Regions from separate parts of the Oryctolagus cuniculus genome. Here region 2 is linked to region 1. Evidence: chromatin contacts called from public Hi-C data. All regions are on one chromosome and are shown on one strand. Each heading gives the region's core, a stretch centred on a gene start, on an enhancer-like site or on the middle of the called end of the contact. The rest is flanking DNA. Distances are from core to core; before and after follow the strand shown.

Evidence for each region. Hi-C and Micro-C count contacts between places; a contact is called where the count stands out from the background.
Region 2: a Hi-C map of psoas muscle shows a contact between it and region 1, with 2.3 times the contacts expected there. The contact joins the promoter of IFT57 here to the enhancer-like site in region 1. A contact is called at or near these places in 3 of 6 Hi-C or Micro-C datasets (ear pinna, psoas muscle and skin fibroblasts).

Annotation. Positions count from the first base shown.
Region 1 is chr4:63,139,674-63,144,381 of mOryCun1.1, forward strand. No RefSeq gene overlaps it. Among named protein-coding and RNA genes, the nearest start is that of IFT57, 320 kb to the right of the region's middle. Within about 2 kb of position 3,393, at least 4 of the 8 cell types and tissues checked have an H3K27ac peak or open chromatin away from gene starts, as enhancers often do. A contact at or near this core is called in ear pinna, where this site is marked.
Region 2 is chr4:63,463,639-63,468,037 of mOryCun1.1, forward strand. It overlaps IFT57 (intraflagellar transport 57), which reads right to left and starts at 1,674. Exons shown (of 11, transcript XM_002716719.5): 1 at 1,285-1,674. The coding sequence starts at 1,496. LOC103350624 (HHLA2 member of B7 family) reads left to right here and starts at 1,772. Exons shown (of 3, transcript XR_011387860.1): 1 at 1,772-2,485.

The sequences.
Region 1 (4,708 bases), core at 2,143-4,642:
AGGACCAGCTCTTCTTTTATAACTGGGGACTTGCACCAAGGCAAGAGCGCGTCCGACTGCCCTGATGGAAGGAAGTGCTCTTCCCAGCTCCTCTGCCTAGGGCAGCTGGATGAGCACTGCTTGATCCAATGCCAAGGTTTGCTAAGGGAAGGCGGGGCTCTTGTCCAGGGGAACTGAAGAACAGGGAGAATTTAGTGTCTAGAGATATGCATTTCTCTAAGAGTTTGGATGAAAGTATATATTTCTAGGCTTAATACTAGCCCTGCAACCTCTTCTTATGAAAAAGGCTTGTGTGTGTAAGAAAGAAAGCCTTAATCCTCCAGAGGTTTGTTCCCCTGTTTACTTACAAACTTACTGTGTGACCCTGGAGAAATCACTTCGTTTCTCTGGGTCTTTAATTTCTGAATAGATGTACTGAAATCCTTTCCAATTCTAACACTTTGTGAGTCTCTTATATTTCAGACTGTATACCACTATGCTGCCAGCTTGTCCCACAAGTCCTACATAAGTAGAGAGTTCCCGCTTGTTGGTTTACCCTCTTGGGGAACACAGACGAGGGGTTTTTTTTATTAATGTAAAGATAATAATTTTAATGTAGTTCATAGATACAATTTTTAGAATATAATGACACTTCCCGCCCCCTCCCTCTTTTCTTCCCTCTTCCATCCTTCCTTGCTCCCTCCCTCTCTCTCTTTCTCTTTTGATTTTTGAGATAACATAGTTTTAATTTACTTGGTACTCAAAGGTCTAACAAACAAAGAGTTCAACAAGTAAAAAGACCACAGTTCAGCAGGAATACAGACACAGGCTATAAACAATAATCAAATCAAAAGATGTCAATTTCACTCACACAATGAACTGTTTTGTACTCTGTCTACATTAGCTACCACAAATCAGAGAAAATGCGATATTTGTCTTTTGAGGTTTGGCTTATTTCATTAAAGCATAATGATCTCTAGTTGCATCCATTTTGTTGAAGACTAAATTTTACAATGAAAGTAAGTGCATATAACACTGCCTCATTTTCTTCTTACATTTTACTCACAATGATGCTAATACTTATCTTTTTGACTGCAAAGGCTGCAACAACAACAAAAAGATCATTTCAATAAGGAAATGAAAAGTCACTCAGAGCTTAGCTTTTGAAGGCCCCTCTTTAGCTGGGTAGCTGGCAACTTCTGCTGTTTAGGAAAGGGTCCAAACCAAGGGCTTGCCCACTTGCTCCTCTTTCCAAGTCATCTGGAATAGTCAGGGCCACTTCATTCAGTCCAGTGTTGCAAGCCAGCAATGGGACAAACCCTTGATCTTTTCTGTCCCCTTGGATATCCTGTCCAATCCATCACCAATCCTTGCGAATAGTCCGCCCCCTTCCCTCTACCTCTAACGTGGCTGGCCTTGTCCACTCCCCATTATCTCTCCTTGAGCAGTGACCTTAACTTCCTGACAGTCTTTCCATGCTCACTTCCTCATCCTGCCTCCCATCCACTCTCCTTGTTGCAGACAGAGCAATCTTTCTACAGTAGGAATCGAATCACTCCATTCTCATGCATCAATCTCTTAAGAAGGTCTTCCCTTTGTACTTAACATGGTGTCCAACCTCTTAACCCTGCTTTGCAAGAAGCAACAGGTCTTCAGCTTGCTTTCCCACTCACTCACTGTTGTGCTAACACCACTTCCTGCATACAACTGCCCACACCTGTCCACAGCAGCACCTCCTTCCCACAGCCCATCCTTGACCTGGCTGACTCCTATCAGCCCTAGTTCTCTGCTTCAAGGTCATTGTTCAGACAGGACTCCCTTGATCCCATACTCCCAAATAATCCAAATCCTTTTATAACCACCACACACTGTACTGTCCTTGGTTGTTCACTTTTATATAATTCCCTTTCCCCATGAGGTTTCATGAGAAGGACCCGTATGTCTTCCTCATTGTGGAATTCCAGTGCTCACTTTCATGGCCAGTCCAACAAAGACGCAAATATTTGTTGAATGAGGGGACAAGTGAGGGCCCTTTAGTGAAAGTTCCATTCTTCTGTGTATTCTCATCCTATCAGCTAGCATCAAACGTGATGTTGCAGATGGTAATTTCCTTGCTAGGTTTCCCTGCAAAGAGCTTGCAGGTTTTGCCCTGGGAAGGCCTTATTTGACAACAGCCATCTTGTCTTCACAGGCACCCCCCTCCGCTTAGGGTTCCAGAGAGTTTAGGACTTTGCCACGGGTAGGAACGTCTCAAACACACTTGCCCCGGCAAGCTAGATACCAGGGCTCTGGGCCATTTATTACCAAGGCTTGAATTTCAGCCCTTTCAAGGTATTCCACATCGGGAAAGCAACTTAGCCTCAGCTTCTTCTTCAGCTCTGAAATGGGGCTAACCATAGAATCTGAGTCGTGGTATTGATGTGCAATGGCTGACACATGCCCGGCTTTGGTTCCCATTAACGCCTGCTAAAGCACTCAACCTTGGAAGGCAAGTCCACAGGCTGAGTCCTACAGCCAGGGAGGCATCTTAGTCTTTCGTTTCTCTTCCCTTCACACGCACCCTACCCCATACCTTTGCGATGCCAAATGGTGGCAAGCAAAAATATGACAGACTTTAACTGCCAATCCTATTCCTTTGAAGATATAAGCAGATCTGAAATTTGCAAGCTAGCAGGCTAATGGCCATTAAACCTTGACGGCATGAATTATGTGTGGGAATAGCTAATAATATTTTAATGCCAAGCCACTCGTTCCTAGAGACTCTTGGTGTGCTGCTGCACTTGGTGGGAGCTCAGTGGAGAGCTCCCCTAGGCAGACAGTAGGTGATCATTTACCTTCGAAACCCAGTCTGCAGCACACCCAGCCCCAGAGCACCGGGAAGAATTTAACATTTCACTCCCACCGCCCTCCCCCACTTCCCGGAGCCAGCCAGGAGGTTTTTCAAAGGAGACGCACATCCCCAGTGTTCTGTGTAGGTGGCCGAGGGGGAGGAGGTGAAATGCAAGCTTTATTTTCCCGGTTGCCTGTCATCCAATTCCTCGCTCTCCTCTGACTTTCATGAGTGATGAGGTCATCTCGGCGCAGGAAAATCAAACTTGTATTTTTCAAACCCAATAAAGGCCAGCATTGTATGTCTGCGTAAACACAGGGGCCAGACGGGTCGGGCGGCTGCCAGACGCGCGCTCCGCCCCCTGGCGGTCACACGGAACTGCGCGTCCCGCTCGGCCGCCGCCGCTAACCAGGGAGGGCGAAGCGAAAATGCAAGCTAAAATTAGATCAATAGTCAGCGCTGCTGTCTCAATCAATGCTTCGCAGGGAGAGCATACAACCGTCTATTTATAAGCTAAACCCAGCATTATCTTCCTCCAGTAGGACGTGGAGATCCATTACTGCGCGCGGCAGGGGAGAGGCTGCTGGCGGCGCCCTGCGTGCCGCGCTGCCGCCTCGCCCGCTCCGATCGCTGCCACCCGCGCACCCGCGCCGGGCCTGCAGCTGGACAGTCCGCACCGCTGATCCGCGGCCCCTCTGCTCTCAGCAGGACTCTGTTCCCCGGCCTGGCCCCTGCCGACTCACTTCCGCCCATTTCTTGCCTGGCCGGAATCCTAGGCCCCTTAAGCAGAGAGGCCAAGGGCTCCCCCGCAGGGTGCACGGGGCCTTGTTGTGAACTTGGCGGCCTGTTGGCAAAGGGTTGCAACTCGCTTCCCCAAGGTGCCCTGCATTGCTCAGCCCTTGCTCAGACGACTGCGGCTGCAGCCCGCCCCCCCCCCCCCCCCCCCCACAAAGCAGGATAGCAGTGGATTTCCTGCTGGAACTCTGCAACTCTGCATAGTGGTTAAGGTCTTGGCGAAGTGGAGGGGCTTCCGTCAGCCCCAGACTCGCTGCGATAGCTGAGCATAGCCAGGCCCACCACGTAGCAGACGTCTCTGATAGACGAAGAAATGTGCACACCCAATGTGCGTTAACGCTGTAAATTGTTTCGAGTTTGGAAAGATGCTACAGAGTGAGCGGCGAAACCTGACAGCGCACGACCGCCTCCAAACACAAGACCCAACATTATTGTTTTAGATAAGATGCGTATATATATAAGAGATATTTTGTTATATATTTGTTTTTCTTAAAACTTGCTTCTCTGTATTTTACAACGTTCTATAAGCACATGCTATTTTTATGATAGAAAATCTGTAAAGACTCCAAGAATTTTAACATCAGCTTAAATGTACATTAGCTGTATTTATAGAATCAATTTATTAGCTGCTTTTTCCTTCGACATAAAAGGCTTTTGAGCTAAAGATAGAAACAGAGCATTCTTTATTGAGAAGCAACCTTTTTTTTCCTCTTCCAATTCTTGTTGGCTTACTTCCAAAATGTAGCCTGTGCCTGCCCCTTTCTCACAGGCTGCCTTGCTACCGGCTTAACTAGGGGTCATCATTCACTATCCACCTGGATTCCAGAAATAACCGCTTCTCTCTGTTTCCTGAACCCACTTTCTCTGCTCCTGACCACAGGCCTTACTTTACTCACAGCAACCAGGTTGCTCTTTCGAAATGTAAATGAGATCCCAGTCCTTCTCTTTTGATTTTCGTTTTTGCTTTTAAAAAAGGTTTATTTATTTGAAAGGTTGTGTGTGTGTGAGAGAGAGAGAGAGTGTGTCATGCCATGGGCTGGGCCTGGCAGAAGCCAGGAGGCAGGAACTCCATCTGGGTTTTCCTTGTGGGTGGCAGGGACCTCA
Region 2 (4,399 bases), core at 424-2,923, 320 kb after region 1:
GAAACCACACCTAGAGTTTCTGAAAAGGTAGACCTAGGAAAGGACCTGAGGAAATTCATTTCCAGTAAGTTCCTAGGCAATGCTGATGCTGCTGATCACACTTTGACAAACATGAGACTAGGGCATTTCCACAACAATCCTTGATTCCAAGTATCCTGCTGAATCTCCAAGGAAACAGCACAGAGATAATGTTAATAGAACTTCAAAGCCAGTTTCCTTCAGTTGACAAAGACATATGGAAAAAAAATGCATTTTTATTACTACAGAATCTTAGCTGTCTGAATTATCCTGATCCATTCATTTACAACCCCAAGCCCATCCATCACAGATCGAGCAACACTTTTTCTCTAACTTTTCTCCTAGTATACAATAACTTAGCAAAATGGATAACATATAATAAAGCCTACATATCTTGCAATTCCAGTTACTAGAACACAGCAGAGGAATGAGATTAAAATTGTCAAGGGATATTATCTGGGGTAAACGGCTGACGTTAAGTGAAATACCAAAGCTTCTTCATCCTACTCGCCTCTTAGAGAATAAAGCAGAAAAATCTAAGCGGTAAGAGAAAAAGCTCTGAAATCTATCTGGCTGTCACTAAGCTGCAGCGATTAGACGAGAAAGTGCTAGCTGTCCGTTACCCTCGCCACTGATGGTCCTGCCATCAGGTGACCACGGACTTTTCCCCACCAGAACAAGTGCAGAGGTGTTTGGGGTTCTGTGCTAAGAGGGCAATTCCGACAGCTGTTGATTCATTTGTCTGCCACGACTCAGTTTCTGAACAGCCTGCTGTTGCTATCCAAGCCATCGCAGTCGAGCCCACAAGTTTATGAACTGCATGCAAAGTGCTACTCAGCGAGGCGGCCAGTTGTAGGGAAGGGTTTCCCAAAGAAAACAAACTAGGAACAGCACTAGATGATGGCAGCGGTTCTCTCTGCAGATGAGATGGCGGGTGATTTAGTATTTTTCTACTTTTGACTTTTCAACAAAGAGTGTTTACCTCTCCTTTATAACCAGAAAAGGCAAAGTTTGTGTTTTGCGGAGATGCGAATTTTAAAGGACGCGCATGTTGTCTTCCAGCCCCTTCTGCTGCTCCAGAACTTGTTTACTCTCTCTACAAATATACCTCGTCTCAGCTCCGTGAGCTCCACGGCCCTCGGTCGCCCAATTTCGGGTGCACAGCCCTTTCCCGGCTGCGAAGATGGGAGCAAGGGCTCGCTAACCTTCGCTCGGCGCAGGACCCAACACAGGCCCCCAGGGCCCAGCCGGCACCAGAACACCCACCTGGACGGGGGCTTCAGGTTGTTCTTCCGGAGGAACTCCTCCTCGTAGCGGAGCAGCTTCAGCTTCTCCACCAAGTCCTCCATCACCAGGAACATGTGGTAGGCGGCGCCGGGGCCCCGCTCCACGACCACCTCCCCGGCTCCTTCGCCGCGAGACCGAGACCCCCCATCCTCTAAACCCGACGGCGTAACCACTGCCGCGGCAGCAGCCATCGCGGAAGAAACCGTAGGAGCCCGCCTTGGGCTCTGCCTCGCAGACCTCCGCGGCCTGCGCCGCCTGCGCCGCCTGCGCCGCCTTAGCCAGGACGGTCGCGATCCGTTACCAGGCGACCGCCGGGCAACCCATCACCAAGGAAACTAGACCCCGCCTCCTTTCCGCCGCCATGTCTTTTCTACATTCTCTCCAACCAGGGTAGACTTCCTGGGAAACGTCACTGTGACCCGCCCCCTTTCCCGCCTCTGCGGGCTAGGAGCTGGGAAGCCGCCCCGCCCCTCTTGGGGGCGTGGCGGAAGAGGCTGCAGGCTGGAGGCCCGGCTCTGCCCGCGCTGCTTTGCTTGTCTGCTGTTAGCAGGCAAGCGGCTTCGTGGATCCGGTGGTTACTGGAGGAGCTGGTGGTAAATTAGAGAGGAGGAAGACGCTCAGTGTTGACTGCGGCGAGCACACTGACACTTCTTGAAATCTTCTCAAAATTGACAATTTTCCTAGTTGTAAAGATAGGTGATATTACAGGGTTCACTTTGCCTTGGGAACTTCTCAGCGCGAAGCTTTCCTTTTAAAAACCGTTCTCCTCAGGCAACGCTGTATTTACTGGTTTATTAGAAGGCCCCGCCATGACTCCAGGGCTAGGAAAGTGGTGGGGAGGAAAGCAGGATGACCACAAATGAGGCACTGAGGAGGATTCCTGCCTCCAAACAGGAATACTAAACTCACATCCTGCGGCTTAATTCGTCTCAGGCCCATTCCATGTGAAACTTGTCGGGTACCTTGTTAAATCCAACAAAATAAAGATGGTCTTGGGAGGACTTTCCCTGCGCTGTAGCTCTGTGTGGCTAAAGATTGGGTGTTACTGCTACAGTCTGCAGCTGTTGACCTAGAAAAGGCAAGAAAGGGAACATAACTGCCCAGAGTTGCGGCCCAGCTTTGCAGTTCTCAGAAGGCTTGTGTGTCAAGCAAGTTTCCTAACAGCTACATAAGGAGTGAGGTAAGTGGAGGATGTCTGGCTGGTTTCCTGGCAGAAGAGAACCTAAGGCAAGAGTTTGAACATGTGCTTGTTTATAAGGGGTCTCTGATCTCTTATACCTGCCACTAAATAATATAGATGTAGAAGAATTTTTTTTGGAATAACAAACTTGAAGTATACCTGTAATATCTTTGTGGTTTGTCTAGAAAAATGAGAACGGTGCATTTTTCATTTGGACCGGTCTACAGCTAACTCATTTCTGATACTAACAAAGGTATCAAAGTGAAAAGACAGAAAGCCAAAGACCGTTTTCTGTTCATCAAAGAAAACACATAAAGTTACTGATTGATGTAGCAAATAACCTAAAGGGATAGCCCACGAATTACTTTTTAAATAAATGACATTGTTTGCCTGCTAGAAGTCATTAGCCAGATGCTTTTAATAAAGATGAATGGGAAAATTGGGTTTGATTCTGCTCTCCGCTTAATTGTTCCTTTTCCTAGCCTTCAGAAAGCAGTGATTCTCCTTCATACACCACATGTGTGGGTTGGGATTATTGTGATACCTCTGCATAACTTTCAAAGTATGAAAGATGTGTTGCTTTTTAGAAAAGAAAAAAGAGGAAAGCTCAAATATATGTTTGGGGGTATTTGGTTAATGGACAAGCTACCTGTGGCTTTTAAATGAAGCTCAAAAAGCTCCCTACATTTACAGATGAATTGGTTACACCCAGGGAGATGTTCAAGCAGAAGGTGCTGCCTGCCTACCGCCTTCTGACATCTCCAGGAAGTGACATAACACAGAGTAAGAAGTGGTCAGGCTTCACTCTTTGGATGACAAGTAACCCTCCAACAACATATGTGTTATAACTTGGGGAGAAATAAAATGCCCCAGAACTTAACTCTTTCTTTCCCAGATGAAATACCAACACAGTTTGGCACAGAAGCAGTATAAAGAATGTCCCCTACCCTCTATGAAGAAGAAAATGTGACTAAAATATAAAGTGTTCCCAGTGACTCTGGCACAAAGAAAATGAAAGAAAAGCTGCCTGTTCAACATTGCATGTTTCCCAAAGGGAAACATGAGAAAGAGTGCTGAAATGTCAGTATTTTTTATAAGGCCCAGGGATTATTTTTAAAGATTTATTTATTTACTTGACAGGCAGAGCAACAGAGAGAGAGAGCTTCCATCTTCTGGTTCAGTCCTCCAAATGGCTGCAACAGCCAGATCTGATCTAGGCTGAAGCCAGGAGTCAGGCACTCCACCTGGGTCTCCCACATGGGTGTCAGGGTCACAAGTACTTGTGCCATCACTTTCCAAGTACATTAGCAGGAAGCTGGATCAGAAGCAGAGCAGCCAGGACTCCAATATGGAATGCTGGCATTGCAAGGGGTGGCTTAACTCGCTATGTCACTACTCAGGCCTCTCCAAGGATCATTCTTGCTGATTCCTTGTTTGCCTGTAATAGTTGGTAACATATCCATAGACAGGACTTTTTATTTTTTCATGGAAATAGTTTCTTTCATGTGTGGAAGAATGCACAATCAAATCCTGTTTTGTGCCAGGCACTTGGAAGCTTTGGACTACATTTGGATGTTTTTAGTTTTTTTTGCAGGACTAACTCATGCATTCACTATGGAGTTAGATCTGAAAGACATGTGTTCATACATCTTATGAAGAATCTTTAAAAGTTTATCCCTGGCTCTACTGTATTGAGTACTATTATCGTGACTTTTATTTCTTGAAAACTCTCAGTGAAATGATTGAGGTACTGTTTTGAGACCCTTAAGGTTTTTCTGCAGATAGATCAATCTCTGAGAACTAAGCAGAATGTCAGTCAAAGCTGATCTAAGCTAAATGGATATTCTTGAAAAGTGCTTAGCAAACTGGAGGTGAAAAGGAGGCAGGTTGAAGACGCAGGAGGGCTTTCCAGCT